2 separate regions of the Sus scrofa genome follow, and region 1 is linked to region 2. A link is a contact called in public promoter capture Hi-C data. All regions are on one chromosome and are shown on one strand. Each heading gives the region's core, a stretch centred on a gene start, on an enhancer-like site or on the middle of the called end of the contact. The rest is flanking DNA. Distances are from core to core; before and after follow the strand shown. Region 1 holds the start of WASF1 (wiskott-Aldrich syndrome protein family member 1). Region 2 holds the start of ZBTB24 (zinc finger and BTB domain-containing protein 24).

What was found. Promoter capture Hi-C pulls out the DNA fragments that hold promoters and counts their contacts.
Region 1: a promoter capture Hi-C map of liver shows a contact between it and region 2, with 3 times the contacts expected there. The contact joins the promoter of WASF1 here to the promoter of ZBTB24 in region 2. A contact is called at or near these places in 1 of 5 promoter capture datasets (liver) and 1 of 2 datasets of contacts at active chromatin or transcription factors (alveolar macrophages).

The regions. Positions count from the first base shown.
Region 1 is chr1:76,177,415-76,182,913 of Sscrofa11.1, forward strand. WASF1 (wiskott-Aldrich syndrome protein family member 1) reads right to left here and starts at 2,921. Exons shown (of 9, transcript XM_021091110.1): 1 at 2,772-2,921. CDC40 (pre-mRNA-processing factor 17) reads left to right here and starts at 1,755. Exons shown (of 16, transcript XM_005652465.3): 1 at 1,755-2,000; 2 at 3,294-3,514. The coding sequence starts at 3,326.
Region 2 is chr1:75,545,708-75,551,262 of Sscrofa11.1, forward strand. ZBTB24 (zinc finger and BTB domain-containing protein 24) reads right to left here and starts at 3,088. Exons shown (of 6, transcript XR_002343809.1): 1 at 2,916-3,088; 2 at 1,147-2,130.

The sequences.
Region 1 (5,499 bases), core at 1,671-4,170, 630 kb after region 2:
CTACACTACAAAAATCAATGTATTATAAATTCAAAATGTATTTTTAATTGTGTCATCTGAAAATTTTTCAATGAAAAAGGCCTTAATGTCTTCTGGAGATTTTATTTTTCACAAACATAATTCAATATTCTACTTGTTTATTACCAAGTCACATAACTTTTTCATCAATATTAACTATACTTACATTTTCATAAGTTACACACATTAACTATTATACCTACTAAATTTGCAATTATTAAAAACTCAATGGATGAGAAACATTTTCAGTTTACAGCCACATGTCTCCAAAGCAAAATTCAATGTAAATTAGCCATTCTAACATGCCACAAAACACTAATGACATTTTTCACTGTACTTTACACTGAAATACTTTCATCATTCATCAGCTAAAGTATTTAAGTTTTCTTTAAAAACATCATGAAAACATCTTTACTAAATTTATGCATACTATTTAGTGCATAAATGGGTTTATTTCCATTTACATATAAGGAAACCAAGGCACAAAGGTATCCATTTTGTAAACTGCAAGGTCATTTCCTAACAAGCAAATGATTCTACACAATCAAGTTATACGTGTGCCACTTCCAAGTGCCATAAAACAATTACTATACTTTAACACAACTGCCTCTGCAATGCCTATTTGCAATTCCCTTTTACAAAGAGGGTTATGGCAACAATCTTAAACAAGAAAAGCTGGAAATGGAGGATTACAAAAAGAAAAACACTTAAAAATTTTTGATAGTGAACCATTTATTTTTAAATAATGAGATGTAAACAGTTTTTAACATAAGAAATAACCAACCGTTGTTTCTTCCATTTTCAAAAAATATTTCGTCTTTCAGGTAAATCACGCAAAATTGTAGCCTACCTATCCTTATGGTTAGAATTAGAAAAATGAGAAGAAATTCTATAACAAGTAATTAAATACATGATACTGCAAAGAAAAGAACTAAATGAAAAACAAAATTTAGATAAACTTAGGATATGTCGTTATGGCAGTTAAAATCCTATCTTAAATACTAAATACTTCATTCAACTGAAGACTAGGATCAGCAATGAAATATTCCGTTACTGAAAAATAAAGAAATACACAACTTTCCTTATTCAAAGCGAGAAATATTATACCAAATATCAGACACTAAAAAAATACACTTTTCCTAACAGAAACTTAAAGTATAAGGGAAAAACTGTTCATGAGAGTTCAAAGATTGAGACTGCATCTGTAATTACGATACAGTGCTAGCAACAATTAGAAAAATGTTACCTCCAATACAAATTAAATTTAAGAACATTAGACGGGATGAAAAACCAGTCAATCAATTACATCAATTACCCAACAGATATAAGACTTAACTACTACTATGTGAATCTAACACCAAGGAAAAAATGAAAATAGAATCCTAGGCACACTTTACATAGGAAGGACAGGATTAGACTGAGTCGTATTAAAGTATCTAGTCTAGCTGGGGATTAGTTAATTAATCTGCTACCAGACAGGTAGTGAATGTTCAGGTCAGATGTGCTTTCTTTTCACCATTATTCCAGTTCATCATCCGCAAGTGTGAGTGAGAGAAGGCGTCAGAGTACCGAAGCTAGGGGGCATGCTACAGCAAGGGGAAGAGAAAAATGGGAAAGGTGCAATGGATGCTGCAGAGTTGAATAATTATCCGAGTGGCACAATGGGCGAGTCCTGCCGACAACGGCGCTGGGTGAGCAGCTCCCTAACTCCGCTCAACGCACCACCACCCCCTCCCCAACAGCAGGCATCAGAAGCAATAGCCCCGCTTCGCCTCGTCTTCCAGTGGAGAAACGGATCCCCTCGCTTGCATTACCGTTATGTAGTGTCTTTTAGACACGGACGCGCGGCGCAAACACGCAAACGCACCAGCTGGCTTTACCGAGCCTGGGGCACGTAAAGCAACCGCGGCTTCTCGGACACCCGGCGCCGCAGCCTCCCCCAGAGCGAGAAGGCAACCGGGCGGGCCGCGGGGGCACCTCAGGTAAGACCCGCAGTCTCTCCGACTAGAGCTGCCTCATGGAGGTCCCCGCAACCGAGACCCGGGCGCGCCCGCCAGCCGCGGTGTCCCTCGGTACCCAGCCGGGCTGGCGGGTGGGCGGCCGTAGCTCGGGAACCCCGCGAACGGGGGTGGAGGCCGTCGCGGGGGGAGGCGCGCCCATCCCCGTAACCTTTGCCAGGCTAGCGCTCCACGCACACCTCTCTCCGCCCTGACCAGTGAGGAAGAGTTCCTCTCCCAGCACCCTGTCCCCTCAAAAAAACAATTCCTGAGAGACTCGCGCTCACCAAGAAATCCTGAGGGGCTCTTGCCTTACCCCTTCTTCATGCTTCGGCGGCGCCGCCGGTCCGCCTGAGCTCCCAGGACTCCACCTAGAGCCTATAGGAGCGTCAGGCTCCGGGATGGAACCAGCTATGGGCAGCGGCCGAAGCACCGGGCCACGGAAAACGCTGCCTGCGACGCCCGCCGGCCGCCGGACCCACGGTGTGCTCGACGCGAGAGCGAACAACACCGCGAACCGCCGCCGCCCCCCACCCACCCCCTCCCCGCGCGCGACGCTCCACAACCGGACGCGGGGACCCGCACCTGAAGCAGGGGGGATCCGCTGGACTCTCGCCACCTAATCCCCCATCTTTCCCACCCGGAGCTATTCCCGGGCAGTCAAGGTCTTCCCACTTAAGATTCTCACTTTCCTCTTCAGCTCCCGCCCAGTCCCAGGTGCAGCTGTGGTGGGAAACTCAACCCCCACCTACTCACCCATCAGTGGAGGGAATGAATATCGGTCTCTCCCCCCCCCCCCTTTCCTGAGGCTTTATGGTATTACCCAATCCTCAGTTTGGGGGAGGGGGACGGAGAGAACAGTGCTTGGTCGGGGAATGAGGGAAGATGATAGCCAATGGAATGAACCAACCATTCAGGGGCGGGGTCAAAGAAAGGCCTGCCCGCCCTGCCCCGCCCCCTCACTCCAAACTACAGTTCCCACCCTGCCTCTCCCATTTCCTGCCGCGCTGCACGCCGGGAGTGTAGCTCTTGGAGGCCAGTAGGTATGTCGGAACTCGTAGTTTTTCGCCACATAGGTCCTGAAAGTTATAAGCCATTATAACCCTCTCTAGTTCCCTAAGTAAATGCTCCCAAGTTCCAAGTTTTGTTGTGCTTGTTCAAATACTAATTAACCTATTTATTGATTGTTTTAAAGTATCATAAAGGATTTTTTAGGAAAGGAAATAAATAATGTGTGTCGTGGCAATCAGGACCTGAAGCTGCTCCTTCTTCCGTCAGGGCCTGGACTCCACCGAGTATCTGTTGCCGTCATGTCGGCTGCGATTGCAGCTCTGGCCGCTTCCTATGGTTCGGGTTCAGGGTCCGAATCGGACTCGGACAGTGAGGGCGGAAGGTGTTCACTGCCAGCCGCGGACTCCCTCATGCACTTGACTAAATCGCCTTCGGCCAAGCCCTCTCTGGCGGTAGCCGTGGACTCCGCTCCGGAGGTGGCAGTTAAGGTAAGCGTTTTGGCTACTGATGCGGGGCGGGAACTGTCGGTTTTGTTCCAAAATCTGAAAGTCGCTTGTTATTCCTGAGATTACCTTCCTCAGTTCTCACCCAGCCCTTACGGGTAAGTTGCTACCCCTTGAGTCTCTTATCCCTACTCGCCTCTTCCTCAGGAGAAGCCTGGAGTTAGAAGTTGAAGACAGTCCCCCACTCCCTGCTCTTGCCTCCCGCCGTCAGAAAGCAAGTGGGGAGAAGAAGTGAAATTTGAAATTTATGGATTAGGATGTGGCCTGGATAGGGTAGGCGTAACCTCAGAACATAAACAGAGCTAAATCAGGACTTCCCAAACTAGGGAATGTGTCCTTGGTTATAGTGACCGGTGACCTGGCTTTGTTTTGTTTTTGAAGTCGGAACTAGGTTCTGATCCAGGCTCCATCTCTTGTGTGAACTTGGGCAAGTTATACAATCTCCTCTGTTTCTTCACCACAATGGAGATACAATTTTAAAAGCATCTATCTATATGAGAGGATTATTATGACGAGTAAGTGAAATAATACAAATAAACCTTGTAGCAGAGAGCCTGGTATCTAATAAAAGTGCCTATATAAGTCAAGACTGTGAGAAAAGGCATTGGGTTTAAGAAACAGTGTGCATGATCCCAATTGAGTAAGGTGATAGAGGGAGAAATTGGGTTATATTTCCCTTAGCAAATATTTGTTTAACACATGTTATTTGCCGGGAACTGTTCTAAGGGCTGAAGACACAGAGGACAGCATCTTTGCCATCATGATGTATATACATTTTAGTGCAAGAGACAGCCAATAAAATCTGAGTAGATTAAGTGGTTACAGATTGGATTGAGTACTGTGAAGGGAAAAAAATAGAGTGCCATGAATAGAATTTGTGATGGAGAATAAGGTAGGAGTATGACTTCCATAGATTGGTCAGGGAAGTCCTCTTGGAAAAGTGACTTTGAAGAACAAGAATGAGGCAGCCAAGTGCAAAATAAGGAAAGAGTTTCCTGTCAGAGGAAACAAACAGCAAGCCTTGAAATGGCAACGAGCTTAATGTATTCGGAGAACTGAGGAAAGGTCGGTGTATGTAGAGCTGGAGGAGAGCATCCACCACTTGGCAGTATAGGCCCAGAAGACCCTAATGGGGGTATCAGGAACGCAGGATGTGGTGAAGAGAAGCAGTGTGAAAAAATTCCTTTGTATTTAAGGTGTTCCCAACTCTAGTGTTATAACTTACGTCTTTTACAGGTTTCTAGTGAGCTAAATATGGATTTTACTCCTTATTAAAGGACATTGAGTATTGAAAAAAACCTTAAAATCCTCCTACTTTATAGCAAAACAAAATCCCTAAATTTACACCACTCCAGCAACCTCCTGAGTCTTCATTCTTTGACAGCTTGGTTTTTTTGGAGCTCGCTCACTTTACACATTTTCTCCTAAACTCTGTGCAGCCTAGCCCTAACCTCTTGGGAAACTTACTGTCCCTGAGTAATGTCACTGGCCTTCCAATTGTCAAGTTCTGTTGTCTGACTTGAATGTCCATATCATGTGACACTATTACTAGCTCTTCTTTGAAATTTTCTCTCCCTTTCGCTTCTATGGGGACATCCTCAGTCTTCTAATCCCCTGATCTTCTGCCCTCCCTTTCAGTATCTGTTTCCTGAGCGACTGTCCTTCTGCCCCTTTGTACCCCTCATATTCTCCAGGCCTTCAACCTGCGATGCTTCTGGTGACTCATATGTCAACACTGTGAAGTGGTTTGCACAGGCTCTGGAATCAAGACTGCCAATATTCAAATCCTGCTTCAGCAGTTACCCAGATAGGGACCTTGGATAAATTACTTAAGTGCTCTGTGTCTAAGTTTTTTCTCACCTGTAAGGTAGGGATAACACTAGTACCTAGTTCATGTTATTAAAGACTTATCAGAAAGCATGTGCCAGGCACACTATCCTCATCCAATTCTAGACTCCTTGCTAGCTTTA
Region 2 (5,555 bases), core at 1,838-4,337:
CAGAGTGAGTCAGGTGCCTAAGAGAGGGCTCAAAGGAGGAAGCGATTTCTGGCCACCTTAGGCTGCACTGTCCAATAGGGTGACCATTTAAATCAATTAAAATAAAGTAAAATACTCAGTTCCTCAGTTACATTCGCCATGTCAAGTGTGCAAAATACCCACGTGGCTAGTGGCCACGATAATGGACAGAGCAGCTATGGTACATTTCCATCCTCACAAAAGTGTCTACTGGCCAGTACTGGGTAGAGGGATGATAAAGGAAGAGATGTTTACAGCTAGATGGTTGAGTGAGAGAGCTGTCCAGACAGACCTGGGAAAAAATACAGCTACAGTCAAGATGAGGAATTCAAGAATCCTAAGGCAAAGCCAGATCCTTAACCCACTGGGTGAAGACAGGGATTGATTGCATGTCTTCATGGATACTAGTTGGGACGGTTTCCACTGAGCCCTACAGCTCTGATTTGAGCCCTTGCCTGGGAACTGCCATATGCCACAGGTGTGGCCCTAAAAAGAAAAGAAAAAAAGAAGAGTCATAAGGCAGGAGTTCTGTTGTGGCTCAGTGGTAACGAACCCGATGAGCATCCATGAGGACGCAGGTTCGATCCCTGGCCTCACTCAGTGGGTTAAGGATTCAGTGTTGCCATGTGCTGTGGTGTAGGTTGAAGATGTGGCTCAGATCTGGCATTCCTGTGGTTGTGGTGTAGACCGGCAGCAGCAGCTCTGAATCGACCCCTAGCCTGGGAACGTCCATATGATGCAGGTGCGGTCCTAAAAAGAAAAGGAAAAAAAAAAGAATCATTAGGCAGATTAAATGTGGCTGGCACTTGATTCCTGGACATTTAAGCCTTGAACCAACAATTTCAAGTAAGAAGAGAGATTCTGGAATCAGGCTCCCTGAGTTCAAATCCCAGTTCTGTCACTATGTGGATGCCCTGGGCAAGGTATTTTAAGCTTTCTAGTACTTAGTCTCTTCATCTGCACAGTTGGGATAATAGCACCTATTTCACAGGACTGCTGGGAGAATTCAATACAATAACATGTATACCTTATTACAATGCCCATCACAGACACTGCACAATAAATGAAAGCTATTATTATTGTTACTTCTCCAAAACACATTCCAATGAGCTGCAAAAGCATAATTACCCGTGTGGCTTCTCTGGTGGATTGCTAAAAAGTGGTTGTACTTAAACACTTTGCCGCAATCTTTACAACGGGCCTCAGGGCCCCCAGGGCGCTTCCTCCTTCCACAGACCCTCCTGGCTGAACCCTGGTCATCTTCATCCCCAACGAGTTTGTAATCCTTCAGTTTGACAGACCTCCGAATCCTCCGCTTGCTACACCGACTCTGGCTGTCCTGCCCATCCTGGCTCTTGGGATCACAGTTCTCATCTTTTTCAGCTGGCATTTCCTCCCCTCTACCTGGCTCACAAGCCGGCTCAGATTCTTCCAATTCTTTTGCTGGAATCTGTTCGCTCAGTACGCCACTGTCGAGCTCTTTAACCATGAAGTGTGCTCTATTCTGAACTGAATTGTTCACTCTCAGCTGTAGTTCTTCTTCTGCAGCCAGTTCTGACTTCCCCTCCTGTAAACTGTTGACTTTTCTTGGTCTTCCCCTTTTCCGCTTTGGAGGCTCATTTTTCTTATTAGAAATGACAACCACTGGAGCACCAGCTGTGTTCAATGTTGCTGGCTTTGGGGAGCTATGGTTATTTTGAAAGTCTGCGTAAGCCTTTACCAGGTCATAGACTTTTAAGAACTGGGCAGTAGCCAGGATTTGTTCTGTACTTTTCTCACTGGCCTGGAGACAACCTGTGTAGATAAATTCCAGCAGGATACCAAAAGTGTCGGCAACCATGCCTTCTAGCATATAAATGGACTGGCCGATCTCTCCTTCTTCAGCAAACATCATTGAGAAGTACTCACTACTGGCAGCCAGTAAGGCTTTGTGGGCCCGGAAATGCACATTCTCCACAATTAAAGTAATGTCACAGAGAAAGCCTTTCTTCCTCTGGTCCTCAAAACTGGCCAGGACAGTGTCACTGTGAGTGTCTGAGTGTACAATAAGCTGCCCTGAAGGCTCTGATGATATTTCTGCCATTTTCTTTAGGCTCTCAAGAAGGATTTGGCCTGAAATAAGAAAACAAAGGTTTTTTTGTTCCACCTTGCCAGTGGAAGTTTCCAAGACAGGTATTGAACCCACGCCACAGCAACAACCCAAGCTGCTGCAGACACCCCAAGAGAACTTCAGAAAATAATGCTTAAAAGGCAGGACACATTGTCTAACCAGGTTAATCCCAGCCCAAAGGAACCTAGAGTCACTTCACTTTGTTAATTGAATTTTACCACTTATCACTTTTAAAAGTCTATTTAAAAACTTAGCTTTGGGTTCCTATTGAACCCTTATCCAGCTGGGTGAACTTCCGACGTTCCCGGGACCTCTCAGGGTCTGTTTTCTTTTCTGTAAAATGAAGGAATCGGATCAATCGTCTCTGAAGTCCTACCCTGCACTAACTTTCCATAGTTGCACAAATATCAGAATGAAAACTAGTGTCTCGACTTTACATATTATTAGCTAGTCTGTGAAACAAAAATGGAAAGGGCGAAGAAAATGTATGTGTACAAAGTCAATTTGGGGGTAGCAGCAATTGAGTAGTAATAACGTAAGGCACATCCGGCTTCGCTTTGGAAGGGAGGCGTGGATTGCCCACGTTGGGCTATCAGACTGCGCGCGGGCAATTCCCCGGGGCCCTGGGTCCGCCGACCTGGGGGCGGGACGAGGGGACGCTGGGACGCGGGTACTCCCGCATCTCCTACCCGGGCCCCTCGGGCCGGACCGAGGAGCGGCCAGCTGGGCAGGGTCGACACGGACGCGGATGCCGCGCCCACCAACGGTGGGCCAGTAGCGGACCTACCTCTCTGGACGTCCGGCGGGGTCTGGATCGCGACTGGCCCACCCAGCGGCCTGGCAGGCGCACTCGCGCCAGGCCGGCCCAGGCCCCCAGCTCCGCCTGGCCAGCCGCCGGCGTCCCCGCGCCGCCCGGCTCCTACCTCTGCGCCGCAGCCGCCGCCAACCCGGAAGCGCCGGCGCCGGGAGCCGCCTGCGCGGACGCCGCACCACGTGGCCCGCAGGGGCGCCCCTGGGCGGGGCGGGGCCTGAGGTCCCCGGAGGCGGCGCAGGGAGGGCGTCTGGTGTTCACAGTGGGTAGAGGACGGTGGGCGGTAATGCTGTTGTCACTCTGCAGCTACGGAAGTTTTACATCCGGTTAGCTGCTCACTGACACCTTAATGAGTTTTGTCTCTTCCCTTTCCTGGACGCTGAAGCTGGCTTTCGGTCTCCAATAAGTGACGAATGAATGAAAGCGCCTGTACATTCACCGTCGTCATAGTCCAATGCCTTAGTTCAAGGGAGTGAAGAGAGGCTGTAGACAGATCTGGGTACTGAGGGGTCTTGATCAAGTGACTTATCTTCTCTACCATATTCGCCTTACTTGTAAAATGGAGAGCTTGACACCAGTGCCAACACTGGGTGGCGGTGGGGCAGACAAGATTAAGTATGCCATGGGCTTAATGTTTTAATTCATGTCTACTATGATTATTCTTCATACTTTCAGCGTCTTTCTTCAATACACTGTTAAGCTTTTCTAACAAGCCTTAGTTGCAGGGTTGTTTCCTCCAATACATGGCATGTCACACCCAGAGACTGGAATCACTCCCCTGCTTAGAACCCATTTTGGCTCCCTTGTTCCCTCCTAATGGAGGCCAAGCTTCTGGATATGGTCCATGAGCCCCACCCAAATCTAGTCCCCTTCTACTTTTTTCTCCAACTATTTCAGCATTTTCTCACAATTTATGGTTCATTAATATCTAATTGTTTATAAGTTATGCCCCTCAACACACCCTTCCAGATGCCCAGCATGTCCTCTCTCTAGTCTCCAAAATTTTGAAATTACCCCCGGTTCTTTAAAATTTTTACTACTGTGTAGATATCCACAAAACAATTTACTGGGATTGGGATTGGGATTGCTTTGAATATATAGATCAAATTGGAAAGAACTATCATCTTGACAATATCGAGTCTTCCTACTCACAACATTGAATGTCTCTCCATTTATTTAGTTCTTAGATTTCATTAATTAGAGTTTTACAGTTTTCCTCATATATTTTACATATTAGATTTATACCTTAATGTTCATTTCATTTGGGTGCTGATATATTGTGGAGGTTTTTTTTGTTTGTTTGTTTTTTTGTTTGTTTAGGGCGGCACATGGAGGCTCCCAAGCCAGGGGTCAAATCAGAGCTATAGCCGCTGGCGTTCGCCACAGCAACGCCAGCTCCAAGCTTTGTCTTCGACCTATACCACAGTTCACTGCAACACTGGGTCTTTAACCCACTGAGCAAGGCCAGGGATCAAACCTGCATCTTGATGGAAACTAGCTGGATTCATTTCCACTGAGCGACGACAGGAATTTCCACTGAGAATTTTTATCATGAGTGGGTGTTGGATTTTTCTTCTTTAACCTGTTAATATAGTGGATTATATTAATTGATATTTGAATGTTGACCCAGTCTTGCATACTCTTCTTTAAATGTCTGGTGGAAATCACCAGTGAAGCCATCTAAGCCTGCTGCTTTCTATTTTGGAAGGTTATTATTTCTTGATTCAACTTATCAATACAGGCCTATTTGGATTATCTGTTTATATTTGTATATTGAAAAATTATCTTTAACAAGGGAAAAATCAAAATGATTTTGGACAAACAAAAAGTGAAATCATTTACCACCAGAAAATCCTACTCTAGGACGGACAATACCCCTAGGAGGAAAGTCTGCGATGTTACAAGGAGTGGTGAGAGAAAAAAATGAAAAGTCTAAACAAACATTGGTTATGAAAGTAAAATGTCTAATTTGGATAGTAAACAAATAGACTGGATCCAAAGTATTGAATACAAATAGCACTTAAGATGGGAGCTGGTGATGGGTATTAAATGTTTTAAGGACAGAGATATTGATTACCTTTAGACTAAGTATGCATGTTAAGAATACTGATAACCACTCCATGGATATCAATAGAATTCATAACTTCAAAACCTTTAGAGGAGAAAAAACAGGCCTTAGTCAGAGTTCTCACTGTGGCTCAGAGGGTCAAGAACCCAACGTAGTGTCCATGAGGATGCAGGTTTGATCCCTGGCCTTGCTCAGGGGGTTAAGGGTCCAGTGTTGCTGCAAGCCACAGTGTAAGTTGCAGATGTGGCTTGGATCTGGTGTTCCATGGCTGTGGTGTAGGCCTGCAGCTGCAGCTCCAATTCAACCCCTAGTCCTGGAACTTCCATGTGCCACAGGTACGTCTGTAAAAAGAAAAAAAAAGTCCTTAGTCAATCCAAAAAAAAGAAGGAACAGATAAGAAAGAATTGGAGAAGATGTGGAGAAGTTCTATAAGCCTTTTATGCTATATTAAAAGTTCTCCAGAGAAACAGATTCAATAGGCTACATAGTGAGATTTAGATTTATTATAAGAAATTGGCTCACATAATTATGGAGGCTGGGAAGTCTAA